Linked DNA regions of Mus musculus: regions 2, 3 and 4 are each linked to region 1. The links are chromatin contacts, called in public HiChIP or PLAC-seq and promoter capture Hi-C maps. All regions are on one chromosome and are shown on one strand. Each heading gives the region's core, a stretch centred on a gene start, on an enhancer-like site or on the middle of the called end of the contact. The rest is flanking DNA. Distances are from core to core; before and after follow the strand shown. Region 1 holds the start of Per1 (period circadian clock 1). Region 2 holds the start of 0610010K14Rik (RIKEN cDNA 0610010K14 gene). Region 3 holds the start of Pelp1 (proline, glutamic acid and leucine rich protein 1). Region 4 holds the start of Mink1 (misshapen-like kinase 1 (zebrafish)).

Evidence for each region. HiChIP or PLAC-seq counts read pairs in DNA pulled down with a chosen protein or histone mark. Capture Hi-C pulls out chosen DNA fragments and counts their contacts.
Region 2: a contact with region 1 is called in a promoter capture Hi-C map of liver, with 2.4 times the contacts expected there. The contact joins the promoter of 0610010K14Rik here to the promoter of Per1 in region 1. A contact is called at or near these places in 3 of 39 promoter capture datasets (liver, neutrophils and pre-B cells), 1 of 484 Hi-C or Micro-C datasets (B cells), 4 of 115 datasets of contacts at active chromatin or transcription factors (embryonic stem cells, kidney, pancreatic cancer cells and 1 more) and 2 of 9 other capture datasets (adipose tissue and liver).
Region 3: a contact with region 1 is called in a FOXA1 HiChIP or PLAC-seq map of pancreatic cancer cells. The contact joins the promoter of Pelp1 here to the promoter of Per1 in region 1. A contact is called at or near these places in 1 of 39 promoter capture datasets (the C10 cell line) and 1 of 115 datasets of contacts at active chromatin or transcription factors (pancreatic cancer cells).
Region 4: a FOXA1 HiChIP or PLAC-seq map of pancreatic cancer cells shows a contact between it and region 1. The contact joins the promoter of Mink1 here to the promoter of Per1 in region 1. A contact is called at or near these places in 1 of 39 promoter capture datasets (liver) and 1 of 115 datasets of contacts at active chromatin or transcription factors (pancreatic cancer cells).

The regions. Positions count from the first base shown.
Region 1 is chr11:69,097,649-69,100,885 of GRCm38.p6, forward strand. Per1 (period circadian clock 1) reads left to right here and starts at 1,301. Exons shown (of 23, transcript NM_011065.5): 1 at 1,301-1,360; 2 at 2,861-3,237. The coding sequence starts at 2,994.
Region 2 is chr11:70,236,613-70,239,607 of GRCm38.p6, forward strand. It overlaps 0610010K14Rik (RIKEN cDNA 0610010K14 gene), which reads right to left and starts at 1,302. Exons shown (of 6, transcript NM_145758.1): 1 at 1,172-1,302; 2 at 919-1,013; 3 at 265-366. The coding sequence starts at 1,192. It overlaps Rnasek (ribonuclease, RNase K), which reads right to left. Exons shown (of 3, transcript NM_173742.3): 2 at 2,326-2,402; 3 at 1,511-1,858. The coding sequence ends at 1,717. Gm40191 (a long non-coding RNA gene) reads left to right here and starts at 2,399. Exons shown (of 3, transcript XR_879979.3): 1 at 2,399-2,582.
Region 3 is chr11:70,408,131-70,411,442 of GRCm38.p6, forward strand. It overlaps Pelp1 (proline, glutamic acid and leucine rich protein 1), which reads right to left and starts at 1,901. Exons shown (of 17, transcript NM_029231.4): 1 at 1,634-1,901. The coding sequence starts at 1,882.
Region 4 is chr11:70,561,620-70,564,777 of GRCm38.p6, forward strand. It overlaps Mink1 (misshapen-like kinase 1 (zebrafish)), which reads left to right and starts at 1,262. Exons shown (of 33, transcript NM_001045964.1): 1 at 1,262-1,507. The coding sequence starts at 1,451.

The sequences.
Region 1 (3,237 bases), core at 51-2,550:
CACCATTGTTAAGGAAAGCTTTAGCCACGTGACAGTGAGGGGCGTGCACTTAACAGCTGATTATGTCAGCCGCTGCGTGTTGGCCTCTTCACTTGCCACCTACGTTTGCAGGGAAGCCTGAGAACTACTCAGCCCAGGCCTAGGGAAGGGGACTCTGTCACTGTAGCTCTCCTGGACCCAGACTGGCATGTTGTCCCCCCCTCCCCAAAATCGAGTCTCTATTCTCTTTTTATGAATCAATGCTCTACTTTTCTTTTGAAAACATAATTTGTTGCCTCCTCTCCTGAGGCTCTCTCTCCCCTACCTATCCTTAATAGAAACAGAGCCATCCTGTTTACCGAGCATCTACTGTCAGTCCTGACGCTGAGACGTACTTACCTTACTGCTGAGAATACAGTAAATGAGACAGATGGGCTTGCTGCTGGGTTCATGAACCTTGGCTTTTGTATTCTAAGCAGCAGGAATAAAAAGCCCAATAAAAAGCCCTTGCCACCCAGCCACCCATCCTTTTTCTGCCTACTGCTGCAACTGCCCTCTCTGCTGCCCCTTTTGTAGTACTGGCTTCCTGGTCCCCACTTTTGGGGCAGCCCTAAATGTGGGTGGCTGCATCCTCTGCAGAGGCAGCACTAGTCACCAAGTAGGCTTCCTGGAGACCTTTTCTCTGATTGGCTAGTGAAGCACCTGCTTTTGTTTCCTTTCACAGTAGCCATTGGCTTTCCCTGTCCTTTCCGTTTGTCCGTATCCTTCCATCACCCACTCACCCCTTAACGACACGTGGGCCCTCAATTGCCCTTCTCTCAGGATCTGAAGGGTCAGAGGAAAGGGTTGGATTCTTTATAACAAGGCTGGGGAGAGGCCAGGGAATGTCAGTCTAGGTTTTTCTCTCTCCCACTTCCCTTGGGTAGCAGACATTTCATTCACCCGGCACCAGGACAGGTGTCTTGTTCTGCCAAGCTGGTCAGTTTAGGAAGTAGGTTTCTCTTGAGCACTTCCTGTGGCCCAGGTATCCTCCCTGAAAAGGGGTAGTTTCCCTCCCTCACTTCCCTTTCATTATTGACGGTGTGAGACATCCTGATCGCATTGGCTGACTGAGCGGTGTCTGAGGCCCTTCAGCCCAGCACCAGCACCCAAGTCCACGTGCAGGGATGTGTGTGACACAGCCCTGACCTCAGTGGGGGCCAGTAGCCAATCAGATGCCAGGAAGAGATCCTTAGCCAACCGGGGGCGGGGCCTGCGGCTCTTCGGGCAGAAGGCCAATGAGGGGCAGGGCCTGGCATTATGCAACCCGCCTCCCAGCCTCGCGGAGCTTCTGGGTTGCGGGCCGAAACGGCAAGCGGATGGAGGGCGCTCGAACGGCCAGGTAGGGATCCCTGCTGCAATCCTAGGGTTAGTCTTTGTCCCGGAGCTTGGCCGCCACTACTTCCAACGTGATGGGTCGCTTTCAGCTCTCAGAGAGCAAAACAATAATCTGCCTTTCCTGTCACTATCCACCCTTCCCCGCCCCTGGGCCCTAGGTGTTCAACTCAACCCGTCACGGGTTGTCTGCGTTTGTTATTCGTTCACCTAATCTCCTCCTCTGCTCCTCCAGAGCAGCCATCCTGAACCTAAGAGACCTTTAGCGAACACGACCCCTTTACACATTGCTCGACACTCGGGAGTCCATGGGTTTGCCCTAGCCCAAAGACCCCCTTCAGGCTTCTGCGCTCCCTGTCTTCCTCCCTCCAATTCCTGGCCTCGTGCCGGTCGTGATGTCAACCGCTTCAGGCTGGAACATCCTGTTCTCAGCGCTAGTTCTTGCTGTTGGCCACAGCCTTCCTTCCCTTTTCTCCTGGCGCTCAGAAAATACTTGGGATGGGGGTGTGGTTAGACAGGGAGTAGAGGAAAAACTATATATGCTGGTTGTTGTGTGTCCCCTATCTATGTGGTAGTAGGGTTAACTAGAAAAGTAAGGGACGAAGGAAGATGCCTGAGTCGTTGCCTATGGCAAGTGGTAACTCCAGTCCTGGTGTTTGGGAGTGGGCAGGGGCTTGAGAAAGAAAAGCAGTGTCTTGATCAGAATAATGTTCGAGGCAAGAGCGAGGATGGGGGCGTTTCCACAAAGAGCAGAGGCCGAGTGGGGAAGCTAGGACTTGCTCCTGGAGTTCCTCTAGTTTGTTACTCTTCACATGGCTCCTAGGCTCTTTGGGCCCTGGGAATTTGTTATGGTGGGTGTTCTTCTCCTCCCCGCTGCCCTGAACCTTGTTAGCCAGTATGAGGGTGTGTTGGCCAGTATAGGACTGGGTCTGTTTCCCACTTCCACGAAGATGGGGATTGGGGGAGGAGTCGTTCCTGCCCTCCTGTGGTCCCTCCAGCAACCGCTGAGCTCAGCGGCTGACGTCGGTTTCCCTGGCGACCGCGGCTGTGGCGGAAGCGCGTGGTGGGGCCAGGCACATCGGCGCGCATGTGCAGCGGGGGTGGCACCGCCCCCGGATAAAATTAGCCCGGAAGCCTAAATATAGGAGGCGATCAGCTCACCCCCTGCTCCGAGGCCTCAGAGTCCCAGACCAGGTGGGGACCTGATGAGAATTTGGGCATAGGAAACCTGCAAGCTTTGACCCTCAGCTACTGTTCTAGTCGATTGTTCAGGCTGTACTCATTCCACACTGGCAAGGGGTGTAAGAGATGGCCTACGAGAGCTGCCTTTCTACCTGTGGTATCCTTAGGTCCCCCTAAGGAAATAGAACATATTTCTATTGCAAGCCCCAGGCCTGAGTCACAACAGTGAGGGGCAGGCAGAGGAAGGACTGGGTGTAGCCAGCAGATGCTGTGGGGTTAATAGCTCAGCTTTTGCTAAACATTCCTTTTTGGTTTCTTTTTCTAGGTGTCGTGATTAAATTAGTCAGCCCTCAGAGACAGGCGTCCTACCTCCTTTATCCAGACCTCAAAAGCCCCGTTGTGCACCCGTGGTGGCTTCTTCACCTTCCCTGTTTCGTCCTCCACTGTATGGCCCAGACATGAGTGGTCCCCTAGAAGGGGCCGATGGGGGAGGAGACCCCAGGCCCGGAGAACCTTTTTGTCCTGGAGGAGTCCCATCCCCTGGGGCCCCGCAGCACCGGCCTTGTCCAGGCCCCAGCCTGGCTGATGACACTGATGCAAACAGCAATGGCTCAAGTGGCAATGAGTCCAACGGACCCGAGTCCAGGGGCGCATCTCAGCGGAGTTCTCATAGTTCCTCTTCTGGCAATGGCAAGGACTCAG
Region 2 (2,995 bases), core at 52-2,551, 1.1 Mb after region 1:
CTAGGGAACTCTTATCATCAAACACAACCACTGAGTATCTGGGCACCATGAAAATAAAGTTCTCTGCAGGCCCTAGTGACCACTGCATTTCCTGATCTTCCGACCAACTGCCACAGTGACAGTCTCTCAGTCTTCAAGGAAATGCTAACAAAACTAGGAACAAAGTAGGAAAGATGCTGAGCTGGGAGTTCTGAGAGAGAACAATGGGTCAGGAGGAAGAAAGTTGCCCACCCTCCCCTTTCTCTGCCAGCCACCCTCCCTCACACTGTCCGTTCCTTGATGACACAGCTGATGTGATTAAGATCGTCCCCAAAGCGCTTCACAGCAGCCCTCAGCATCTCTATCTCCGTCTCCGTCCACTTGGCACTGTCGGAAGGGGAGAAGGGTGATAACAAAAGTGGAAGAGGGATGTGTGGAACCAGCCCACAGGCTATTCCGTCCACAGCCAGCAGCCTCTTCCCCCTAGTCTCTAGGGGCACCTTTCAAAGATTCATAAAAAGGACCTCCTTTTAAAAAAAAAAAAGCCCTGGGGACAAATCGCTGGCCACATGAAATTACATCCAGGGCCACTTGAAAACATCACTTCATCATGTAACAGCTTCCATAAACAACCCAACGGAAACCAATGAAACAAGTAGGGGCCTTACAAACACAACCCTTGAAAGATGTGTGGCAGCAGTTTGAGGGAGTCCACAGGGCTTGGGGTAGGTGGCAGACATTCTGTCGGTTTGCAGTGGAGGGCTGTGGCCTCGGTAGTCTCTTTACCTGTCATCCACTAATTCAACAATTACCACCTACACTGAGCTGGGCCAGGCACAGGGGAATTACTCTATCTCCCTGCTCTAGAGAGGGTCGTGTCTGTGACTTGAGTCCAAGCGTCTGATCTCGGAGTCCAGGTCCTAGGCTGGTCTCACGTACCCGGCAGGGGAAGAGTCCGAGACTGGATGCAGCTGCATCGTCAACTCCCCGAGCTTCGTGAAGGCGGCGCCGGCCGCGGAGAAGATCTCTCCAACCTGGGGGCGGAGCAGCATTACGGGGGGCCGGCAGCGCGCCGTCCCACCCCAGCCTCGGATCCGCCCGCCCCCCGCCCAGCGCGCACCAGCCGGGAGCCAGGCAGGGGGCCCACCCTCCCGTGGCCGCCAGGGAGCGCAGTCCGCGAGGGAGGTCGAACCTTGGTGGACGCTGACGTCATGGCCCCGCGCACCTCCTCACGGAGACGCTCCGCCGCCACCACCACCACGCGAGCTGGAAACCACGGAGAGCCCGGCAGCCGGCCGCTCGGGCTCCCGCGCAGGAAGTCCCGCCCTCCCTGCAGCTGATTGGCCGAGACCCGACCTCTCCCCAGTCACTCAAGGGGCCTCGCCGCGCGGAGGAAGACGAGGTGGAAGACGTTGCTTCACTTCCGGCTAGCTTCATTCCACTTCCGTCGGAGGGTCCGGACTCCTCGATGAGGCCGGTCTCAGCCCCTTCCAGCCCGGGCCCGCCCCTCCCTGAAAGCACAGACAGCAAGCTTAGGGGGAACCGCTTCTTTTTATTGTAGTTCAGAACGGGGCGCGGTCACCCTCGGTCTCCTCCAGAGGCTGGGCGCAGTTTTGCAGGGCCAGGGATGACGTCTCGCTAGGGTCACAAGTCCCAAAGGACGCCAGATGAGTGGGACGGAGTCTGCGGAGTCTTTAAATAGAGAAGGGGGCTGGGGAGGGAGAGGCGGACCGCGCTCTAGCGCACCATGTATTCCTTGCGCTTGTTGAGACGAACTTGGCAGAAGGAGAAGCCTCCGAGGAGGAGGTAGAGGCCCGCGGCGATGAAACAGTTGTAGCTGACTTGCTCGTACAGGTTGTATATGTTCTGAGGACCGTTCCTGAAGGTGGCGAGCGAGCAGGGAAATGTCAGCCATTCAGAGCATCCAATATGCAAGTTCTATGCATCAGACACCATGCTAAAGCACTTTAACTCCTATTAGTCTTCCCAAGAAGCATACCAAATGAATTCTATCATGGTAACCATTTTACAGAGGTAGACCAAGGAGCAGGAAGGCAAAATATTGGAAGAGGCCACATCTAAGCTGGTGGGCTTGGGTAGCCATGGAAACGTGGCTTGCAAGACTGCTCCTAAGTACATGCCTTTCTGTGTCTCTGTCTCTCGCGCTGGGGATTGAAACTAGGACCCTGCGTGCTGCCACCCAACTACTTTGTAGAGAGCAGCCCTCTTCTTGAAGTCCCCAACCTAGGGCCACAAATGTCCAGTCTTCAGAAGTGTCCTCCCCATAAACCCAAACCATGCTACTCCTCATCCACGCCCAACTCGCCCAAGTACCCGACCACTTACTCAAAATCTTTCTCTGTGAAGGGAACGTCCTCAATTAACACAGCAGAATGGACATTGAAAAATATCCCGAGCATTATCTGGAAGAGTAAGGAATAGATAGGTTGTCAAATTCTTACCTTACTTCTTTGGTCGCTCCCTAGGCTCCTCCCCTGTCTAATGTTGGCCCAACACTTGCGCCAGAGATGAACTAGAAAGGGCTAGTTGTATCTGGTGGTTGTATCTGGATTCGGACTCAGCCATGTGGAACAGGGCGTGAGGTAGGACCTTGGGAAGAGTGACTGGGTATAGGGAGGTATATGGCAAACAGCTCTCCGAGGCGCGTCATTATCATGGGAGCAGATGGAGATGAAACACTTCATATTTCTGGAAGTGGCGGCCTTGAGGGCCCTGGGGAAGCAAGGCCTCAGCTACCGTTTTCGGGGGCAAGCACACTTCACCCTCGCCTCCATTCAACTCACGCAAGTCTCAGGGACCTCGCTCTTGTTTACCTTGGGGAGTCCGCAAATTTGCCCGAGCTGGCTCCCATTCCCAGGGTCCTGCCCCAGCACCCTTTCGCTCCAGTTCCCCAGTTGTCTGGATCTGAGTTCCGTCTCGTTTTCCAGCGGCTATTTAGTCAGCCCCTTAATCAGTCTGCTGCTTCCTAAGGCTTGCGGTTCCTCGTGTCCCAGCC
Region 3 (3,312 bases), core at 651-3,150, 1.3 Mb after region 1:
AGCTACTCCCCCATAATGCATCACATAAATCTAAGTGCATTATTCACTAGGAATTGCTTTTTTCCCCTTTTCTCTGCTTTGCGGCATAAATGTATGTCAGAGAGAAAGAGACAGAGAGACAGAGAGGCCGCAGACACCTCTAAGGTAACACCAGGAAGAAAGCAGCACAAGTGGCTGCCCAAAGCCCAGGTGATAGCCACAGTAGATCACAGCAGTCGTGAAGAGGACATAACATTATAGAAACGTGCCAACTGCCTATTGGGGAACACGTGTGCACATGTGTGCAGGGCTTACTGAAGTAAAAGTGCATCACAACAAAAACTCAGGTCACTGAAAAAAAATCAGAGAGATTTCTAAAACACACAAAACAAACAAAAGACCATTAGGAGGGCAGATTTAACTGTAGTATTCCCAACTGTCTGAGGAGTACAATGAATATAAGCCACCCAATCCTGCCTTCCAGAGCCCATCCGAAAGCCAGCCATAGTAGTATAAGCATCTATAATCGCAGCGTCCCCTACTGAGAAACACAAGGTAAAACCAAAGAGCATCAACATAAACACTCGGGCTAGACAGTCCACCACTGGCAAGAGACCTTGTCTTGACACAGGAACCTTAGGACCTAAACGTTCCTATGACTTTGATGTGTGCACCGTTGCTACCCTTGGCCCATAACCACTAACATAAACACACATACAGCTGAACAAGATGGCGGATGCCCAGCCACAGGCAGCTGGATCTCGGGGAGTTCTAGGCCAGCCTGGTCTACATAGTTCCAGACCAGCCAGAGCCACATAGTGAGACTTTGCCTCCATAAGAAAAAAAAAAAAAAAAAAAAAAAGGCAGAACTTCACAGACTGCTTATGGAAGTGTGTAAGAAACCACATATCGAGGATGGCACTTGGGTTTCTAGCTTGTAGGAACTGAACGCATGTGAATATTTTGTGCACAGGCTCCTAACCAGGTAGACAACATATTGTCTACCGCCTACCTCACCAGCCTCAACTCTACCCACTCTCTTTAACCACCTAAACCCCGAACCCAAACATTGCCCTCATTTTCCAACCCGTCCTACACGAGTGTTCCTCTAACGTTTCAACTACCCCTTCTAATTTTCTTTCACTACCTAACCCCTGTTCATCTTAAACTCCAGGTCTTTTGGAGAAATCTCTAAATACTCTCTCTACACCGGTTTAGGAAACTCATACCAGATTTAGTTTCGTGTTATGGCATTTTGCTCATCGCCACTATGACTGGAATTGGAGCGCCGAGTAGGAAGGGGTAGGCCCTTGGCTGAGAGCTAGTAAATGTTTGTGTTCAATTACCCTGGGAAAACGCCGCCAAAAGAAGTTTCGCTGAGGACTGAACTAGTCAGGGGACCTGGGATGGAACCGAGCCCCTTCATTGCTTTGTGCTTATCAATGACCTAACAGAAAAGGGGCCTAATACTGCTCTGGGGAACGCGCAGGTAATGAAGTCTGTGGATCGCGTCCTCAATGGTTAAGTGGCTCTATTCTCCACTCTCGGCTCTCCTCGAGCTCACAGCTCCAGTGTCAGCTTCAGGAAGGCGGGACCACGGTGCCCAGCCGCCTCACCAGCCTTTCCACGGTGACCGCGGGAGCCACAGACTTACCTGCGCCCCACCTGCCGTCCCATGCAGCCTCAATAAGCACATGAGCCCGGGCAAATGCGGGGCCCACTGGATTGGGGGATGCACAGGGGCCACGGGGGACGCCGTTCGCGGCTGTAACAACCCGGAAATGCTCTCTAACAGCAGCAGACGCAGACGCGGGCCGGATCCCACCGCAGAGAGACCCCCGGGCCCGCCAGGAGCCCCAGCTGGGGAGCCCGCAGAGGCCCCACTAAGAACGGCCGCCGCCATCTTCACAGGCTCGAGCAATGGCGTGGCGTGATGACGCAAACATAAGTGCGACGCACGCCGCTCGGGGAGGGGTCTTGAGGAGGGGGCTGCGGCCTGCTGGGCTGGATGAATGAGGGCTGGCGCCCTGCGGCAGGAGGGGGCATGCGCAATGTGGGCGAGCGCCAGCGTTGGGGCGGCTTGCAAACTGCTAACCCGGGCTGAGCGCTGTAGGGCGGGGCGGAGGCGTTGCTGCGCAGGCCGGACACGTGGTCTGCAGGAAAGGCGCGGGAGTCTGAAAGATCTCAGTCCAGCGTGGCTTCTGGTCACCTTCTCCCTGGGCTTAGTAATCCTATCTAAGGAGCCAACCCCAAGTCTGAAATCTGGAACGTTCTAAACTGCTTTTCCAACAATGGAAAAACAAGCTCAAACAGTGCACATGCCACAAAGTAGCAGAGGTGTCACTCTGTCCCCAAGACACACCCACAGTCATTTGTGTATTTACATTACTATACACAGTTGTTTTGTTTTTTGAGACAGGGCCCTGGCTGTTCTGGAAATCACTTTGTAGACCAGGCTGACCTCCAACTCAGAAATCCACCTGCCTCTGCCTCCCTAGTGCTGGGATTAAAGGCGTGCGCCACCACGCCCGGCTAACCTATCACTTTCAAAGGCCTCAGCATTGCCTTATTTCCTCCCTCTGCAGTCTGTACACCACACAAAAGCCGAATTGGGCTTTTCTGATATAAGCCAGTTCTTTGTTTTGTTGTTTTTGCTTTTTAACAGGCTGGCCTCAGACATGATGTGGCAATATTCCTGCCTCAGGCTCACAAGTTCAAATGCTGACATTACAGATTGGAGCCAAGAAAGCTTGTCCTTCCCAGTTTAGAGTCCTTCTGTAGCTTCTAGAGATAAGAATATTAACTGGGTGGTGGTGGCACACGCCTTTAATCCCAGCATATTGGGAGGCAGACGCAGGCAGATTTCTGAGTTCAAGGCCAGCCTGGTCTACAAAGTGAGCTCCAGGACAGCCAGGGCTACACAGAGAAACCCTGTCTCAAAAAAACAAACAAAAAAAGATAAGAATATTTCCCTACACAGACTAGAATCTATACCACCTGACCTCAGGCTGTACAAGCACTTCTTTCTTCCTCTGGTCTTTTGTTGTTTTGTTTTAGGGGTGGAGAGATGTTTGAGGTTTTGTTTTGTTTTGTTTCTTCTCCTAGTCTTGGACTAAACTAGCCTTCTTTCTATCCTCCAGCAACATCAATTCCAAGGCCTTTGCACAGACTTCCAATTTTGCCGACAGGCTTGTTGCCATTCTTAGAAAAGTTTTTCTTCCAATCTCTATCACACACACACACACACACACACACACACACACACATACACATACACACACTTTTAAAGTCAAGGTAACCTCCCCTTGAAGGTAACTTCCTATGAAATTAAGG
Region 4 (3,158 bases), core at 12-2,511, 1.5 Mb after region 1:
TCCCCCTGTCATTTTATAGTCCAGGCTAATAGAAAATGTAATCCTCCTGCCTCAGCTTCCTGAATGGTGGGGTTCAGAAAACCGTTTTAAACAGGACAATGATGCCAGATTTAAGTTTTAGAAAAAAAAATCACTTCTGGATAATGAAGAATTTAATCGAAGGTGCCAGGCAGAGAGGCCATGTGGGAAGGCCAAATGGGGATTGTGGCTTGCATATCAGGGGCAAGGTAAATGAGTCAGGAGAGTACCCGGAGCAAGTTTGAATGTGCACCCAAATGTGCCAAGAAGCCTCCAGAGAATTCAAGCTCACCTAAGCAATGTTTATATTCATTTTCAGAGGGAGTGTTAGTGTTGGAAGAGCTCTTGAAAACTCAGAACCTTCTCCCCTCAACTTCATAGAGAAAGAAAAGCCCAGAGGCAAATTTGCTTGCTCAGGGTCAGACAACACATTAGTCAGTGGCAGAACATGTCTGTCTATAGTTACAAAGCCTCACCCATCCTCTAGTGAGACTAACCGGCTGGAGGTGCTGTGCCAACAGGAGTAGATCTGAGGAGCTGGAAAAACATTTGAAGGGATTGGATACAGTTTCTTCTGCTTTACCACTAGCAACTCCAGGGATAGTTCTTTCCTGCAGAACACTGTGCTAAGAGAAGCAGATACAGACGTGTGCAGTAGGAGTGCCTATCTGCTCCCAACATCCCCACTCCAGCCTAGAAAGGGAGTAAAGGGCAGACAGTAGCCCCGTCCTTCCCTCCCACGTGGTTTCTCCAGCCAAGTTCTCACGGAGTGGCCCCTCCTTCAGCGGCTCCACTGTTACCATGGCAATTGGGTGGGTGGACAGCACGTCCTATCTAGAGGCCAGCAGCCCTCGCGTGGGGAGTTACCATAACAACCCCCCTAGTAATAGAGGGGGTTGGGTCCCGCCTCCCTTCCCCCGCAAATCGAGAGGTAGGTGGTTTGATTGGCAGCTGGGCACACGAAAGAGGGAAAGGGAAGAAAAGGAGTCAAATAAAGATCAACGAAGGAACTAGAGGAGAGGAGGCAACAATAATAAAAGGGGGAAAAGGAAGGGAAGGTGTATGCGCACGCGCACCAGCGGGTGGTCGCGCTCCTTCCACTCCAGGCTCTAGCGAGACTGGGTCCGCGCTCGCCCTCCGCCCGCTCTCCTGCGCCTGCGCGCAGGTGTCGGCGCCCCGCAGGAGGGGGCGCCCGGCGCGTTCGCGTCACGGTCGGCTCTGCGCGTGCGCAGGGCAGCCGGCGACTCGGGTTGCAGGCGCGCGGGTGAGAGCGCCTGTCAGCCGCTGGGTCGGTCCTCCCGCTGGCCCTCCCCCTCCCCGGCCTTCGGGGCAGGCGCGGTGGAGCCCGCCCCTCGAGTCCCCCGATGGGGGAGAAGCGGCGACGGCGGCAGCGGAGTGAGCGAGCCGGAGCGTGAGTGGCCCCGCGGCGGCCATGGGCGACCCAGCCCCCGCCCGCAGCCTGGACGACATCGACCTGTCTGCCCTGCGGGTGAGCACCACCCCAGCCTCGCGCCCGCGACCCCTGCCCTTACCCCGAGCTCTCGCCGCCCGGGGGTTCGCCCTCTGGAGATTCTGGGAGCCAGTTTGGTCCCCACCCTGTGCTGCCCTCCCCCACACTTGCGTGCCACCCCTACCTTGCTGCTGGGATCCGAGTCCCCTCCTTTATAGGCGTTTGAGGGTCACCTCTGGTGTCCCTAAACACAGCCCTGCATCACCTGCAGAGCCTTTCTTGTGTCCCCCCTCTCTCGGCCCTCATGTCTGCTTCCTCCACCTCCTCTTCTGGCTCCTGGAATTTTGACTTTGCAACTGCCTCAGCCTCCCCCTCATCCCTCGTTTTCTTCCTCGCCTACCCCTAAATTGCAAGTTGGGCGGATTTCACCTCCTCGCTCCACCCCACACACCTCCTACGTCTCCATCCCACGTTCACTTTCCCTATCCCTTTTCTCGTGTTTCAAGTGCAGCTTTTCAGACCCAGGCATTTCCGGTCTCGGGGTCCCTGAATATTACATTACTAACTCTGCAGCCGCGTGGGGCTGGGAGGACAGACAAGTGCACAGTGGGAGGAAGGGAAGCCTGGATTTCCTCGGAAACTCGGGCCGGAAGACGATGTTTACATACATGTACAAGCACACACACACACACACACAAACACACACGCACACACAACACGCTGCCTGAGGTCAGTAGGGAGGGAACTAGTGGGAGTGGAGGCAAAGGAGAGTTGGAGGGAGGGGTTCATTAGGGAAGCGGTTAAGAGGAAACAACTGTGTCAGGAATGCTTTCAAATAACCCATTTATTGTTCCACGTGGGGCACTTACTCTCTCTCCTCCCGGAATTTTCAGTTCAGCATTTGTAAGTGTTCTCTAGCGGGCAGCTTTGTCTTAAGGGCAACATAGAAATTTCAAGGTGAACCATTCCAGACTGTCTCCCAGGTGGTGTTTTGATTCCATGCCCGGTGAGCTTTCCCAACCGGCGGCGTAGGTGTAGCTAGAGCAGGATTCCCCACCTCATGCTTACCTTCTCAGAAGGTCTCTGTACACATTGGCTTCTGGCTTGTAAATTACCCAGGGAAAAGGCAGCCACCTCACAAGTGCCCCGGATATGACTGGAGGGGAGAGAGAATTGAAGAGAGCAGAGTCATGTTGTTAATTGGGTTTCTCTAGGTGACACAGTTTTTTTTTTTTTTTTTTTTTTTTTCCCTCCCTTGCCATTCAGGTCATAATTTGTTTGGTGCAACGTTGGGTTATGAGACCTGACTTACTGGAGATAACTTTCTGGAGAACAAGACTGAGTACTGGATCTCCCTCTTTCCTCTCTTCTCTCTCTCTCTCTCTCCCTCCCTCTCTTCTTCTGTCCCCCTCTCTCCTTCTCTCTCCCTCTGTGTGTGCCTGCGCTTGCTTTGACAGGGGAGGCTTTAGATCAGCTTAGTCAGTGTTTAAACTGGGATACTCGAGTCCTTTGGGATGTAAGATGGAAATCCAGGTTTTGAGTAAAGTTTTAATGTGCTTGCATTTGGAATGCAATTGCAAACTGAAGTTGTTGATTAACTCTGGCCGCAGGTTGTCTGGCTGTGGTGACCATAAAGAAACACTGTCACCCAGTGGGTAGGTGCAGGCAGTGACCTTTGATTTTTACCTCT